Linked DNA regions of Mus musculus: all the other regions are linked to region 1. The links are chromatin contacts, called in public Hi-C maps. All regions are on one chromosome and are shown on one strand. The core of a region is the stretch at or near the end of the contact, and the rest is flanking DNA. Distances in the headings are between cores, read along the strand shown.

Evidence for each region. A called contact is a pair of places that touch in the nucleus more often than the background predicts.
Region 2: a Hi-C map of the N1E-115 cell line shows a contact between it and region 1, with 13 times the contacts expected there. The contact joins two enhancer-like sites. A contact is called at or near these places in 22 of 39 promoter capture datasets (the 3T3-L1 cell line, the C10 cell line, the HPC-7 cell line and 13 more), 8 of 15 datasets of contacts at CTCF or cohesin (the G1E-ER4 cell line, embryonic stem cells, large pre-B cells and 3 more), 262 of 484 Hi-C or Micro-C datasets (the 4T1 cell line, 8-cell embryo, the AML12 cell line and 124 more), 32 of 115 datasets of contacts at active chromatin or transcription factors (CD8 T cells, PVALB interneurons, Th17 cells and 17 more) and 4 of 9 other capture datasets (adipose tissue, embryonic stem cells, liver and 1 more).
Region 3: a contact with region 1 is called in a Hi-C map of the N1E-115 cell line, with 10 times the contacts expected there. The contact joins two enhancer-like sites. A contact is called at or near these places in 18 of 484 Hi-C or Micro-C datasets (B cells, the G1E-ER4 cell line, the N1E-115 cell line and 8 more), 3 of 115 datasets of contacts at active chromatin or transcription factors (astrocytes, embryonic stem cells and fibro-adipogenic progenitors) and 1 of 9 other capture datasets (embryonic stem cells).
Region 4: a contact with region 1 is called in a Hi-C map of the N1E-115 cell line, with 3 times the contacts expected there. The contact joins two enhancer-like sites. A contact is called at or near these places in 1 of 39 promoter capture datasets (hippocampal neurons), 7 of 484 Hi-C or Micro-C datasets (the N1E-115 cell line, Th1 cells, cerebral cortex and 4 more), 5 of 115 datasets of contacts at active chromatin or transcription factors (the 3134 cell line, CD8 T cells, astrocytes and 2 more) and 1 of 9 other capture datasets (embryonic stem cells).

Annotation. Positions count from the first base shown.
Region 1 is chr7:96,908,964-96,912,212 of GRCm38.p6, forward strand. It overlaps Tenm4 (teneurin transmembrane protein 4), which reads left to right. Exons shown (of 33, transcript NM_001310762.1): 33 at 1-2,130. Among named protein-coding and RNA genes, the nearest start is that of Gm22226, 9.5 kb to the right of the region's middle. Within about 2 kb of position 1,823, at least 14 of the 459 cell types and tissues checked have an H3K27ac peak or open chromatin away from gene starts, as enhancers often do. A contact at or near this core is called in the N1E-115 cell line and embryonic limb bud, where this site is marked.
Region 2 is chr7:96,773,642-96,777,042 of GRCm38.p6, forward strand. It overlaps Tenm4 (teneurin transmembrane protein 4), which reads left to right. Exons shown (of 33, transcript NM_001310762.1): 15 at 334-528. Among named protein-coding and RNA genes, the nearest start is that of Gm15413, 26 kb to the right of the region's middle. Within about 2 kb of position 1,755, at least 23 of the 459 cell types and tissues checked have an H3K27ac peak or open chromatin away from gene starts, as enhancers often do. A contact at or near this core is called in the N1E-115 cell line and embryonic limb bud, where this site is marked.
Region 3 is chr7:96,679,077-96,682,322 of GRCm38.p6, forward strand. All of the region lies in intron 7 of Tenm4 (teneurin transmembrane protein 4), which reads left to right. Among named protein-coding and RNA genes, the nearest start is that of Gm15413, 120 kb to the right of the region's middle. Within about 2 kb of position 1,520, at least 18 of the 459 cell types and tissues checked have an H3K27ac peak or open chromatin away from gene starts, as enhancers often do. A contact at or near this core is called in the N1E-115 cell line, where this site is marked.
Region 4 is chr7:96,706,453-96,709,604 of GRCm38.p6, forward strand. The region is part of intron 10 of Tenm4 (teneurin transmembrane protein 4); the gene reads left to right. Among named protein-coding and RNA genes, the nearest start is that of Gm15413, 94 kb to the right of the region's middle. Within about 2 kb of position 1,774, at least 26 of the 459 cell types and tissues checked have an H3K27ac peak or open chromatin away from gene starts, as enhancers often do. A contact at or near this core is called in the N1E-115 cell line, where this site is marked.

The DNA.
Region 1 (3,249 bases), core at 573-3,072:
TCCTTGTAGCTGTCCAGCCTGTGACTTCCTCCTCTGTTGTCTCCCTCCCTCAAAGACTATATTTTTAGGCATCAGTGAATACCATGAGATATGGGGTATTCTTCTTTAAAAGGAATGATCCCATATTCTTCCTGGACTGCCACCCCAGAGAGGAAACAGGCAAGCATCCCTGAGCTGTATAGGACCTCAGCTGTAGGCCAGACAGTGCCATGTGCCTCCCTTGACACTGATGCTGTCCTCCCTGAACTATGACCTTGGCTCCTTTCAGTTGGATTCCACCTCCCAGGTGTGTTTAAAGGCACAGGCCACAGTTCCTTTCGCCCATTTAGGAGACTTTAAATATAAAATGCCATCCTGGACAGCTCCCGCTCTTTCGACACTCATTACATCTATCCACTTGAGAGAGTGACCGGGTCTTCCTCACTGGTGGAAGTTTGTGATTCTGATGGGAGTTAGCTTCTGAACCTCTAAGGATTGCTTTTGCATAGTTCCCACCTTCTCCACCCTCCACAACTGCCAATTAGTCCCCCAGCCTCAGCCCCTCCTCCAAGACCTTAAACAAGACTTTATTAGTTTCTGACCTCGTCTTTTATACCCTGAGACCCCCTTTATGGTCATCTCCCAGGCAGGCATCACTAGATGGTATTGTGGTGATATTGACTCCATAGTAAACCACACTTTAGCCTTTAACACTTGGCTCAGAGCCACTGGTGGAAAACTAGCCCAAGGTCCACACCAGTGCCTGACTCTACTGAAGGATGCTGGGCTTGAAAGAAACCCTAGGAAGCTAAAGGGAGACTGCTGAGGCTGGACAAGTGCCTGAAAATAAGAGGGATTGCATGGGGAGGGGGGCAGATGATGAAGAAGAGCCGAGTAAGCTGAGTAAACTGGCTTTATAGGCTTGAGGCAAGGGAAGAAGAAGAAAGGGCCTTACAACTGTGACTTAAGTGACTGCCTTTATAGAGAAGGTTTTCAGTGTGACATCTTAGAACACATCTTTGCCATTTGCAGTCCTTGTGTTTCTGCTGGCCATGTGATGTGGTGAGAGCAGTGACATTGGGCTTTGTACCCGGGGAGATGAGCTGGCTGGCTTCCAGCAGAGGGCTGGGCTTTGGGGTTAAATCACCCATTACACAAAGATGAGTGTGTCCTTCATCCCTCACATCAACTGCTTAGCCCAGGTTATGCCGATTCTGGGGTAGGAGGATTCACCTCCCATGGGGTCCCAGTCTCTCCTCTCTCCCGGGATCTTCATCAGGACTAAAAGCCCTCCACGAGAGGCACACCGTCCCCAGCTAGGTCAAAACCATTGTCTATATTTTGTGAGAGGGGACGGAAGTAAAAAATGAACTCTGTGGTTCAAGACCTTTTTATTTAGCCTTCCCAAAACAGCAAACTCATTTTAAAGACTCATTGCTCAGGTGACTGAAACTTTATCCTCTCCAACCCATCATTCTCAAAAACCAGCCTTGTGTACTTGACTGCCCGGAACAGTGGCGGGCTATGCGGTTTCACGGTGTTGTGGAAGATCAAAGGTGGGGAAGCATGGGGTGGGAACCCTGTGTTGTGTTTCAGAGGCCTCGGTGGGGCCCTGTGTTGTACTTCTTACCCTCTGGGGAATGCCAAAGGCGTGAGACTGGGCTACTTCCTAGTCCCTAAGAAAAATGTGATTGATTCTAAGGGCTGATGGTTCAGGGCTGACTGCCCGTGGGCAGGCTCGGCTGTCCCCGCAGAAGCTGACCCACAGATGTCTGGTGGTTCCCAGCAGCTCTAATCCACTCATCACCAGAACCCCACTGTTCTAAATGTGCCCGTCATTCTGAGGACTTCTGAACCCGCAGCTCTGGCAAAGGACGATAATGAGCTGCCTCTGGATGACCAACACTGGAGACTCTGGCCTTACCATGTGGAAATAGTTTTCCTGAAGTCTGGAACTAATTTTGAGAAGTTTTTTTCTCAACACTTTTGTGTTTCTAACACTGTATTCTTGACTGTGTAAATACCAACAAGGCTGTAAATAAATGCAGATGTAGATACCTTCTAGAAAAAAGGGGGGAAAGCATAAAAACAAAACCAGAAGTGATCCCGTGTAGCCTTCGTTGACAAATAAAAGACTATTTTGTGTTTAAAGGTGTGCAGTGGCCTTTGTTGGGAGACAGTGGCAGTTACCAGGAGGGCTGGAGGAAGACCCCCATCTTAGTCCCAGAGTCCCTTGCAGGTCCTACCTGTCATGAACAGCGGTGTCTGGAGGATCACAGAAGACCAGAGGCCTCACTTACTAAAAGATGAGGTACACACAGAGGCAGCTCTCACCTTAGCTAGTGCCAAACTGCCTTAAGCTGTGTCCTAGCCTGGTTCTTATGCTCACTGGCTTCAAAGACAGATTCCAAGGGGCAGGAACACCTGGCCCCATCCACCACCAAACGCAGGACCTGCCACAGAGTTACTGCACCTTACAAATTAACAGGCGCGTGTTCAACTGAGACGTGATAATAACCACATAGTACAACTTAGGGAGAGAGGAGAAAAACTCCTTGAGTAGTGTAGGTGTTTTCCTGCTGTGTTCTTTTCTTTCCAATCTAGCGTAGTTCTAATCACAGTGCGTGGGAACCTCTCTCTTTTAATCGCACACTTAAGCTATGAGACCTCAGTGTCAGGGGTGAATGCTGGTAGTCTTGAAGAGATTATTTACTGAGCCCAGCTCCCGGGTGTATGTGGCAAACTTTATGAAAATTCAAACAACCGTCCTTCTAAGTCAGGAATGCCATCCCACTCTCATTGACCCCAGGTTGGCCCATGCTAAGCTCTAGGGAAAGGAGGGTCAAGCTATAATAGGCCCCTTCCTTCCATGCAGGCTGGATGGAGACATCACGGCAGAAGTGACAGGCAGCATCAGCAGCGCAGCCCTCCACTGTGAGCCACCTCAGCATGGACAGGGGTTCCGGTGCTACGACCTGACCTTTGGTCACTGAGGTACTCTGCACGCCAGATCGTGCCTCTCCATGAGGGCATGGTGACACAGACCTCCTGGTCGATTTCTTCTTGTGTCACTTAAAGAAGGATGTATGTAAAGTAGCTCACTGCTCAGAACACCATGCCCCCTCTGCCCAGCCCAGCCAACCCAGACCCTTAACTGCTGTCCAAAGCTTAGCACTCTGTACTCTATAATGTTTCTCAAGCTTTGACTTGCAGTTTATGAACGTATAGCACCTCCCCCTCCCCCTGAATTCCCAAATAAGCAGGCCTGGA
Region 2 (3,401 bases), core at 505-3,004, 140 kb before region 1:
GATACTATCTTTTCTACTGATAATAAGAAACAGATGGCAGTTTCCTTTCTGAAGCTCCTGGCAGCCAGGGCGCTCCATCTGAATCAGAGGAGGCCAGAGAAGCCAGCAGCACCCCGTGCCAGCCCCCAGCCGCATGCCACACACCTTCTCTTCCAACCCCAGAGGTGCTTAAGCTGCAATGAACCATCGCAGGGGAAGTGGGTGATGGGTACACAGGGGAGTTCACTACCAATCAACCGGTGTGATCAGCCGAGCGGAGGGGAGAAGAGAAGAGACACCCATGACAGGGTGCTGGGAAGCGACTCACCCAGGCTTTTGGTACTGTCTCTTCAGCATCCTGTCCCGTGCTGTGCAGTGGGAACGGCCAGTACATGAAGGGCAGGTGCCTGTGCCACAGTGGCTGGAAGGGTGCCGAATGTGACGTGCCTACCAACCAGTGTATTGACGTGGCCTGCAGCAGTCATGGCACCTGCATCATGGGCACCTGCATCTGCAACCCCGGCTACAAGGGCGAGAGCTGCGAGGAAGGTGAGATTCAGCCAGCCTGCCTCTAAGGTAGAGGCCAACCTGCTCTGTGGAATGGCTTTCAAAGACTCCTGCTTTGAAATCTGACAGAGCTCTGAGTCCTAGCTCCATCTCCTCCATAAAGCCAGGCTACCTTCCCCAGGGGGCCACTGTGAGGGCTGAACGAAATAGCCCATATCAAGCACTTAGTTCGGTGGCTGACACCTAGTAAATGCTCCATAACTGTGGCTCTTATATCAGTAGCGTTATTCGGGGACAGCCAGGCTTCGGCCTCCTTCACCCAGGGTTTGGAAATGGATGGGCTTTACCGTTTGCAGCCGATGGGCAATGGATACACTTGCTACCACCTCCTATTTCCTACCAGCCAGCACCGAGGCTCCTTCCCCAGTGGGGCAGAGAGGTTCCGAGGAAGGCTAGTCTTCTAAACCCACTTAGTATGTGACAGAGAGCCTGCATTTACAGCACCATTTTCTCTTAAAAGAGAGAATGTTAACAGACCTAAAGTAAGAAGCCAGGCGGGATCAATGTCTGAAAGGCATTTCCTGTCTCTGTTACTTATAGCCCTTCAGTGAGCCACTGAGTACTGGTGCAGACCTTAGCTTTGGAGGTGCCGGTAGCTGTTGAAGGAAGATGGCAGCCTGCAGGACATGAGGATCTTCCTTAATTCCCTTTCCTTAAATCACGTGAGGTGAAGACCCTGCGCAGAAGGGTCTAGTAGGAGAGATTCCTATTAGAACAGTGGGATGTTTCACCTGAGCATGTCCATGTGGCATTCTCCAGACAGAAGGACACTGGACAGTGGCCCACGGCTGTGGGATATTTTTTTTCAAAGAGAAAGAAGTAACGTTTAGAGCTCTGATTTACGTTATCCATTTGAAATGAAGTGTTCCTCCTCCTGTTCTCCTTTCTGAAGAGGGCCATCTGGGACTGATCTCTTTTATTATTTCTCGTTCTCTGCTAAAACGTGTTTGTACAGTCTCATGTTTATAATAATGTTTTGGGGGCCTCCTTCCTCCCTCCTCCTCCCCCTCCTCCCTGGGCTCCACGGCTAACGGGTTTCCCGTTTATAAAACATCAGCTAACAAGCTTACTTTTTTTCTCTCTCTCTTCCTTCTGAAGTTTATAGCTCCATATTTTTTTTAAAGCCTGAGAGAAGGCAAAGGCAGGAGGCTTGAAGGGGGACCAGGGGAGGGGCAGGAGAGTGCAGACTCAGATCTTTTGGAGTGAAAAGTGAGACTACGCTGCCTTCCCAGTCCTGAAGGGCATCTAGTGGCTTGTGTGGTCACTGAAGCATGGAGCATTTGGGGGTTGGGGTAGTAGGGAGCCTGTGTTTGCAGCCTGGCCGTGTGGGCACCGTCCTCCATTAATGAGCTAAGCTTCTGCAAGGAATTTTGGCTCTGTGAAAGAGAAAAGGGGGACTGTCTGGTATGCCTTCTAGAAAGAATCTAAACCAAGTTAGCCCACCTCCCAAGCACCTACTCCCTCGCAGGCCTGCTGGTACCTCCTGCATTACACATAGCTCCCAGGAGATAACCCATGTTCATGAGGCTGTCTCGGTGTGAGGGAAGAAGAGAGTTTTATCCTTGGAACTATCCTGTCACCCACAGGCCCAGGAGGAGGCAGACCCAGGCCACTCAAAGCCTCCTTGGCAGAAGGCTACTGTAGCACAGGTAACAGCCCTCAGTTGAGGATCAGAGCTCAGGGCCAATGGCATTCATCAAGTCTAGCCCGGGTGCCAGGAGCTCCTTGTCCCTGTCACACGGAACTCTGTGAGCTTCCCTATGCTTCTCAGGTCACCTGGAAGCATGGAGACCAGATTCTTAAAGAGAAGGCCTCTCATTAGCTCATCTTAGTCTTTATTCTCCTGAGACTATGGGGTTCCCTTTGCTGGTTCCCCGGTCCCTCTGTGTATGAAAGGACAGGTCTGCAATGACAAGTACACTTCACCAAAACTGATACCCTCCCAGGCTGCACTCAAGCATTGGATGTGTACAGGATCCACCCTGAGGGCACCCTGGGCTCCTCGGAAGCAGGGTCAGCCCAAAGCTGGGGCCAGGCATTCACAGGATGGGAAATGCTTTCCTAGGTCTCTTCGTAGGATTTGCCAAGTTGTTTGCTGTCAAGTTGGAAAGCTCTCTGAACCAAGGGAATTGCCACAGTAGTCTAATGGGCTGGAATAATCCTTCTGCGGTTCCGGGATCTGAGGCCCGTCATGAGAATTTATCACTGCTGTTGTCTTTATTATTTTTAATTACCTGAATTTCAGCAGGTCATGCTTTAGCCGTTGTTAAATGGTGTCTGGAGACCATAAGAGAAGAGTCATTTGCCTTCGTTGGGCCTTATTAATCCCCCACACTGTCCTGTTTCCTTCCCTGTTTTGATTTGGCTTCTATTTTTAAACCACTTCATGTGTTTATGTGAGCATATATGCGCAAATGTATTTTTGAACCAGTCAGATTATAAGAGAAAATAGCAAGCAATCTAGACAGGAGAGAGAGGATGAAATGTAAATTCCTTCTGTGCTGCCTTGGAAAAATTATTTAATGAAAATAATAGATTAAATAGAGCTACATAAAAGGCTTAATAGCCAAGAGTAGCACAGACAAGCTTCTAAATGAGTGACAACTTTTGCTACTGTCATTACTGTGATTTTAGAAGCTAGTTACTCTTGGTCCCTTGGCCTTCTCACTTACCACTGAGATTGCCAAGTAAAATTCCTTTTAAAAATGAGGTGGCAAAAGAGCTGGCTCCACAGTCTGGTCCTCAAAACAAATATCCCAGAATGCTCTCTTTCATAAAGTCTCGGCCCCTTTGTGCCTGTGACTCTTTTATACCCAGACCAGGTTTCCAGGTCTGGGTATAAAAGTCAAATATTC
Region 3 (3,246 bases), core at 270-2,769, 230 kb before region 1:
CTAATCAAAACTTATTTGGCAAATTTCAAGATGATGACAGCATATGGAATCAAGAATGAGACCCTCTGATTGGACAGCTCTTGAGTGACTGTAAAGAAGACACACTGGCCTTAACCACTTGCTTCTTGCTTCACCATGTTTGATTGGTAACCCTGTGCCTACTCTGTGATTTGTTCAGTGCCCGGCAGACCACAGGTGCCAGGGGGAAGGAGAGGAGACACAGGTGTAGCTGAACTGTTGTCTCCAGTCTTCTCCAGTCTGGGGAAATGGTGGCTAGGATGGTGGACACTGGTGACCTCTTCCCAATTCTGAGAACAGTCCTGAAACATCCCACCTCTCTTGTGAGCCTCCTAGTGAAATCTTTGTATTTTGAGCTTGGAACGTTTTATTTATTTTCTTATGTTGGTCTTTGGGGCTATAATGCCCACTGAAATATGTCATACTTTCGGGACAATGCTCCTCTGGATTGCAAAGGTGGCCAGGGTGTCTACACTTGTCACCTGCATTTACTTCTCATCTGCGTTCACCATCTGAGGTGGTGACTGGCCTTTCGAAGGGATGTTCAGAAATGTCAGCCACACCGTCGGTGTTCTTTTCCAACTTGGGAAAGTGGTCCTCAATATGTTGGTAATGATTGCAGTGGTTTTTGTCTCACACTGAGAACTATGTGGACTCTAGGGAGAGCCAGAGATTTAAAGAAATGTTTTGACAAGATGACCTAGTTGGAGACACTGGGCAAAAACACAGGAAGAGTTAAGTAACAAGCCCTGTCACCATAAAGACATCAGGAGGGCAGTGCTTAATTAAATTAATTGCCTCTGAGTGGTGCAAACCACATTCCCTCTATTTTCTGCTTGCCTGCCTCTGCTCACACTGTCCCTGCGTATTATCCATTGTCCCTATCATTTAGCTGTGTCCATCTTCAAGACCTCTAGGGACTGTCTCTGAGGCCTTGAACAAAGTGTCCTGCAGTGTGCTTGCTGCAAGCTGCCATCTGCTAGTGGTTTGTTGCTTCTCTTAGGTCCTCTCTTCAAATCTGACAAGAGCCTATCAGTCCATTCCAGCCCAATCGCACTGGACATGCACCCAGGGTCTTACTGATTTCCATGCTGTCTGCAGTTATGGCTCATAGCCCGAAACCTGACCTGTGAGAGAACCTTGGCACCTGAACGGCCTCTCTCTCTACTCCTGTTTCCTGGCCTTGTACATAATAGGTGCTAGTGTCTGACTGGCCTCTGCCTTGAGAAAATGGGAAAGAACTATGACTTTGGAGGGTCCCAGAGTTCCCATGATCCTCGGGAAGTCTGAGATCCCAGCTGAAAGATGCAGCTCTCGGACTGGAGAAAGGCCAGAAGAGTGGTGTGAGCTGTTAGCCTCACACCAGGCTCCCCAGAGCTGCTGCCTCTCTTCTTGCCTTGGCCTTCCACCTACAATTACCAGTCTTCCCCATCAGTCTGCTGGGACAACACAGTTCCCCTGGGAGTCTGCCTGCAATGCTTTTCCTGCACTGACTACAGCCCAGCACAGATGAGCTCAGACAAGGCAAATATGGAGGGCCAGGGAAGAGTGTCTGTAATTATAGCGCAGACCTCAAGTGTGTGCGAAGGAGGCGGGCAGACAATCTTCACAGAGGCTTTGACATTTAGAAATCTTCCTCAGTGCCACATTTGAGTCCTTGAGAGGGAGGAACAGAGATGTTATTTCTGAAGTTCCTTCAGGCAGGCGCAGTTCCCATGGTTTGGACATGATTGCTCCTCTATGGCCTTCCCTGCCCAGACCTCAGGTCCTGCCTATCCAGATGCAGGACAGACCTGGGCATCTGGACCATCCCTCTCTAGTCCTCTGAATACAAGGCTGCAAGTGGTGACCATTGCGTTTTGTGTCAGACTTCACAAAACTGGCTGTCCCCAGCTTCAGTGGGTCGCCCCAGAGAGGACATACTTAGTGCTGGGTTTGAATCTACTTCCTCCTGGGTAGCCTGCAGCTTGCCATTCATTTCTGCAAGCATGAGTTTCCTCCTGTGTGAAATAGGATGAATGGCTTTAGATCTTCACAGTGCAATGATGTGGAATGGAAAACTTCAATGTAAAGTTTTAACCACCATGCTTGCCTGGCACACAGGAGACTCAGTGCTCGCTCATGAGAAAGGGGGATAGCACCAAGAGGTGTTCCCTGGGTGACCTGACCCAAAGAAGGATTCTGAGCACATACACAGATCCCAACATCTTTTTTGTATTTGGAAGGCCTCTGCCTGATTTGCATGGGCAGTTAAGAGAATGGAGACATAAAAAGGGTTTTGGTCATATTTTATTTGATGTCTTCCTTTCTGGGGCGATGCCTAATGTGTATCAGCTGGCTGCGTTTGCCTAATTTTAGTCATTAGATTAAGGAGGGATGAGGTAGTTTGTCCTTGGGGATTAAAAAAAAAATCGATGGGAGTAAGTGTGATTAGTTACAGTGTGCCTGAGTTATACAGCAGGAGCTGAGGATGTACAAAAAGTGCAGAATTCCAGCGAGGATGGGAGAGGGGCTCAGAAGGACCCACCCTCAGCTAGAGGGTTGTTACAGGCAGTGATGGCAGCTGCGAGAGGGAGAGTCATTTTTCTTTGGGGATGTGGCCACTGTTGTTGCCTGTTCACTAGTGGATGGCTCCACACCCATGCACTTTTGGGCACCACTGATTAAACTCAATGGGTTATAAAAGTGACAGCTGAAGCTGAAGTTGGGAAAGCAGGAGGAATTGGAAGAGAGGAGTGGGGGGTGTGGAGAAGATTGAAATACATTGTGCACACGTATGAAAGTATCAGAGTAAATAACAAATATTACATTAAAAAAAAAAAGCACAGATCATGTCACCATGACCCACACACTGTCCTGCCCTGTCTCCAAGCCCCAAAGCACAGCTGTTCTGGTTCTGCACTGGTCCTGCCCTGGCCACTTAGAAGGAGACACCCTATCCTTACTTGGTATCCGCAGGTCATTACAGGACATTTGCTTTGTGAAGTGGAAATGGACATACTTTATTGTAAGGACCACATGCGCATGAAATTGGCTTAAATGTTAATGAAGTCTGAGACTGTTCATTGTTCCTGTTCACTTGTTCACACGCCATTTGTATCTACTATGTGGCAAGTGTCAGACGGGGCACAAGTGGCATGACGGTGAATGGGAGCTATCTCAGGGGACCCTCAAACCTATAAGGGGCTTTCCTGGATACAGGAGTTAGTGTGTAGCTGTGTAAGGGCA
Region 4 (3,152 bases), core at 524-3,023, 200 kb before region 1:
TCTGGGTGGTGATTCTGACAGATCTATTTGACATTCAGCCTCTGAGGTGGGAACTGTGCTGAGAAACGAGCAGCCAGTGACCTTTACGTTTCAGACATATTTACTGGTATTTTCATGGGAAAATAGAGGAATTGGAGTTAAGACTCCATGGAGACTTGCCTTTGGGCCATCTGCTCCTACTTTCCTCAGAAAGCCTTATATGGCTAAGGTAGACTCTCCACGCCCCAGGGAGGACCTTGTCAGGGTCATGTGACGTCTTCAAAGAGGGAAGTGGAGCTCTCTTGCTGTTTACTTCAGACAGGTAACCATGCAGAGACAGGCAGCCACGCGGATGTGCTCACCCTACTTGACCCCTCTTGTTACTGTTTTCAGATCCTCACTGGTCTCCATTTGGTTACCTTACCTTTCCTTTTCTAGAGAAGTCTGCTTGCAGAGCAACATGGAGACGCAAGCAGCTGATGCTGTGTAGACGATGCTTTATTCTCATAGCACCATGATCATTCTTAGAACATTTTGAGTAGAACAAATATACAACATGCAGTGTAGAAAAATGTCAGTGCCCACTGTCTGTCATTCCCAACATCACTTGCTGTTAGTGCCGAGTCTTCCTCGTGCCCCCTTTTGCCCTAAACACCTCACTTGTATTTTTCCATCAAAATCTCCTAACTCCAGTGGGTTAGGACCCCATTTGCAGATGAAGACCCTGTCTGGGGCCCACAAAGCTTAAGTGACTCACTCACTGTCCCATGATGTCACATTAGGGATGTGAGTCACCCAACCACAGGTATTCTGACACTTTTGAAAATATACTTTGACTCTTTCCAGCTCAGTCTTTCCCCTCATGCTGTAGCTTTCCAATCTCGATATTCTGTTGTATCGGAAAACCAAAACCAAAACCAAAACAAAACACCAAACTTTAAATGTGGTCCTGGCATTGGGCCAAACCCAGTGCTGCTTCTCTCTGAACCTTCATAATGATTCTATGGAATCAGTGTTGTTTTTTTGTTCATGGAGAATCTAAAGCTCATGACAACTTTCCAGGATCCCACTGGTAGTAAATGACCTAGCCACCATTCATCCAAGACTTGGGATCTCTAAGAGCATGTGTGCCTCTAGGTGTGGTGCTGCAGGTCCTAGGCTTGAATGGATCGTTCTGAGCTGATGGATGCCTCCTTCAGGTCCCACCTGTGATCTTTATTCACAGGGTAAGCGTGGCTCTGGTTCTTAGCCTCTTGGAAACCTAGCTTCCCATCTCTGTATTGTTCTTATAGTGGGCACGGATGCCATGATTAGCCCATCTCACAGAAGAGGTAACCATGAGTGACAAATGGCCCTCAAGAGCCTGGCTTCTGAAATTAGACCTGTAGCTTTAAGACCTCAGCTCCTCACCTACAAGCTTTGCCTCTTTAGTTTCTATGTTTGTAAAATGAAGGCCCAAGTGGTTGTATCACAGAGTTGTCATAAAATTCAAGGAAGAAAGTTTATACAGGGTACCTAACCTGCCCTATGCGCACACACACACACACACACACACACACACACACACACACACACACTTGCACTCACTCATGCATACATGCTCATACACGCACACCTATCACAGAGTGGACACCCAGTGGAAGTTGCAGATTGTTAATACTTCTGTTGTGACCCCAAGGCAGAGAGTATCTACATCTTTATCTTTTGAGAGAAAACCTGGTCCAATCCTGTCTTGCTGCAGCCTGCCAGCTTCCCAGCCTGCATTAGTCACTAGAGCAGCCGAGAAAGCAAACAGGGCGTATGTCAGAGCACATTTGTAGGGATGTCTAGTTTTTCCAGGAGAGCAGCCACAAAAGGGAACAGTCATCTAAAATGCCCCCACCCCGTGTCTTTTCTCCAAGTAGGACAAAAGTTAATTTTGCTTCACTGACAGTTAGCTGTATCCACACGAAGCTGACAGCTTCTTTCACTTCTGAACACGGTGTAAAAGGCAGTAGATGAGCTGCAGATTGCAATCTTGAGGATGCTTCAAGCACCTATCTGGCCAGAGAGCCTGGGAAAGAGGGATGGAGAAAGGCTTTCCATTTAAATAAAAGCCCCAGAGCACCCTAGGTTCTTCTGGCTCTTCTATACCAAGTCTAAGCCCACCCTAAAGGGTGGGGTGAGTTCACTGTAATGTCTCTATGCAAGCATGGTGCTCCTCTGGTAGTATAAGCCACTGAGGCTTGTTTCTACCTCTGCATACTAGAGCGAGTAATAGAGTTGCCGCAGCTAGGCTAAGAAGCACAATGGTCAAGGAGACATTGCTTGCTGGTGGCCTTGGAAGAATGCCATTACAGCTCCTTGAACGTCAATTATCTCAGCCTGAGGTTTGATGGATAGAGATGATCCCATTCAGCTCTTTCCCGTGAACAATCCCTTGCCTAGAGGAATTGTACCAGAAAATCCAGAGCCTGTGGTGTCACAAACATGAGCTGTAGCCACCTCTGGGAGGGACAGTCCTACAACCTCAGAAGCCGTGATGGATCTTTTGGTTAATTAGGTCATGTTTTCACCTCTCCCAGAAACTGAGTGAGTTGCAAAAACTAAACAAACCCTGGCTCAAAGTAACAATAGTTTAGTTTGTAAGTGAGAATGTTGCCAAGCTTAATCGCTGTTCTTCAAGAGGCCGTTTGAGCCATTTGAGAGAGCTTTGCTTGGTGGAACATTATTGCGGTTCTGGGTCTGGCAGAGCCTGAGTCACGCAGTTTTGGGCGCCATCTGGAAAGTGTTGGTAGAGCTGCACTTGGGTGATGAGAGTCGTTTGCAGAGAATGTGGCTCCTAAAGATCTGACACCTTACTATTTGTTAGTTACTCTTCTCATCGATATGGCAGAATACCTGACGATAGCAATTGAGGAAGGAAAGGTTGATCCAGGCTCATAATTTAAGAAGGGATACAGTTCATCATGGCACAGAAGGCATAACGACAAAAACATGGGGCAGATGGTTACATCTTCGACATAATCAGAAAGCAGACAGTGAGCAGCAGGAAGTGGGATCAGGCTATGTACCCTCAAGCCCCACCCCCAATGACCCACTTCCTTTAGCAAGGGTCCAACTCTTAAAGGTCCGTAGCCTCTCAAGACAGTGCCACCAGCTGGGGATCAAGTGTTCAAAATAGTTTTGGGAGA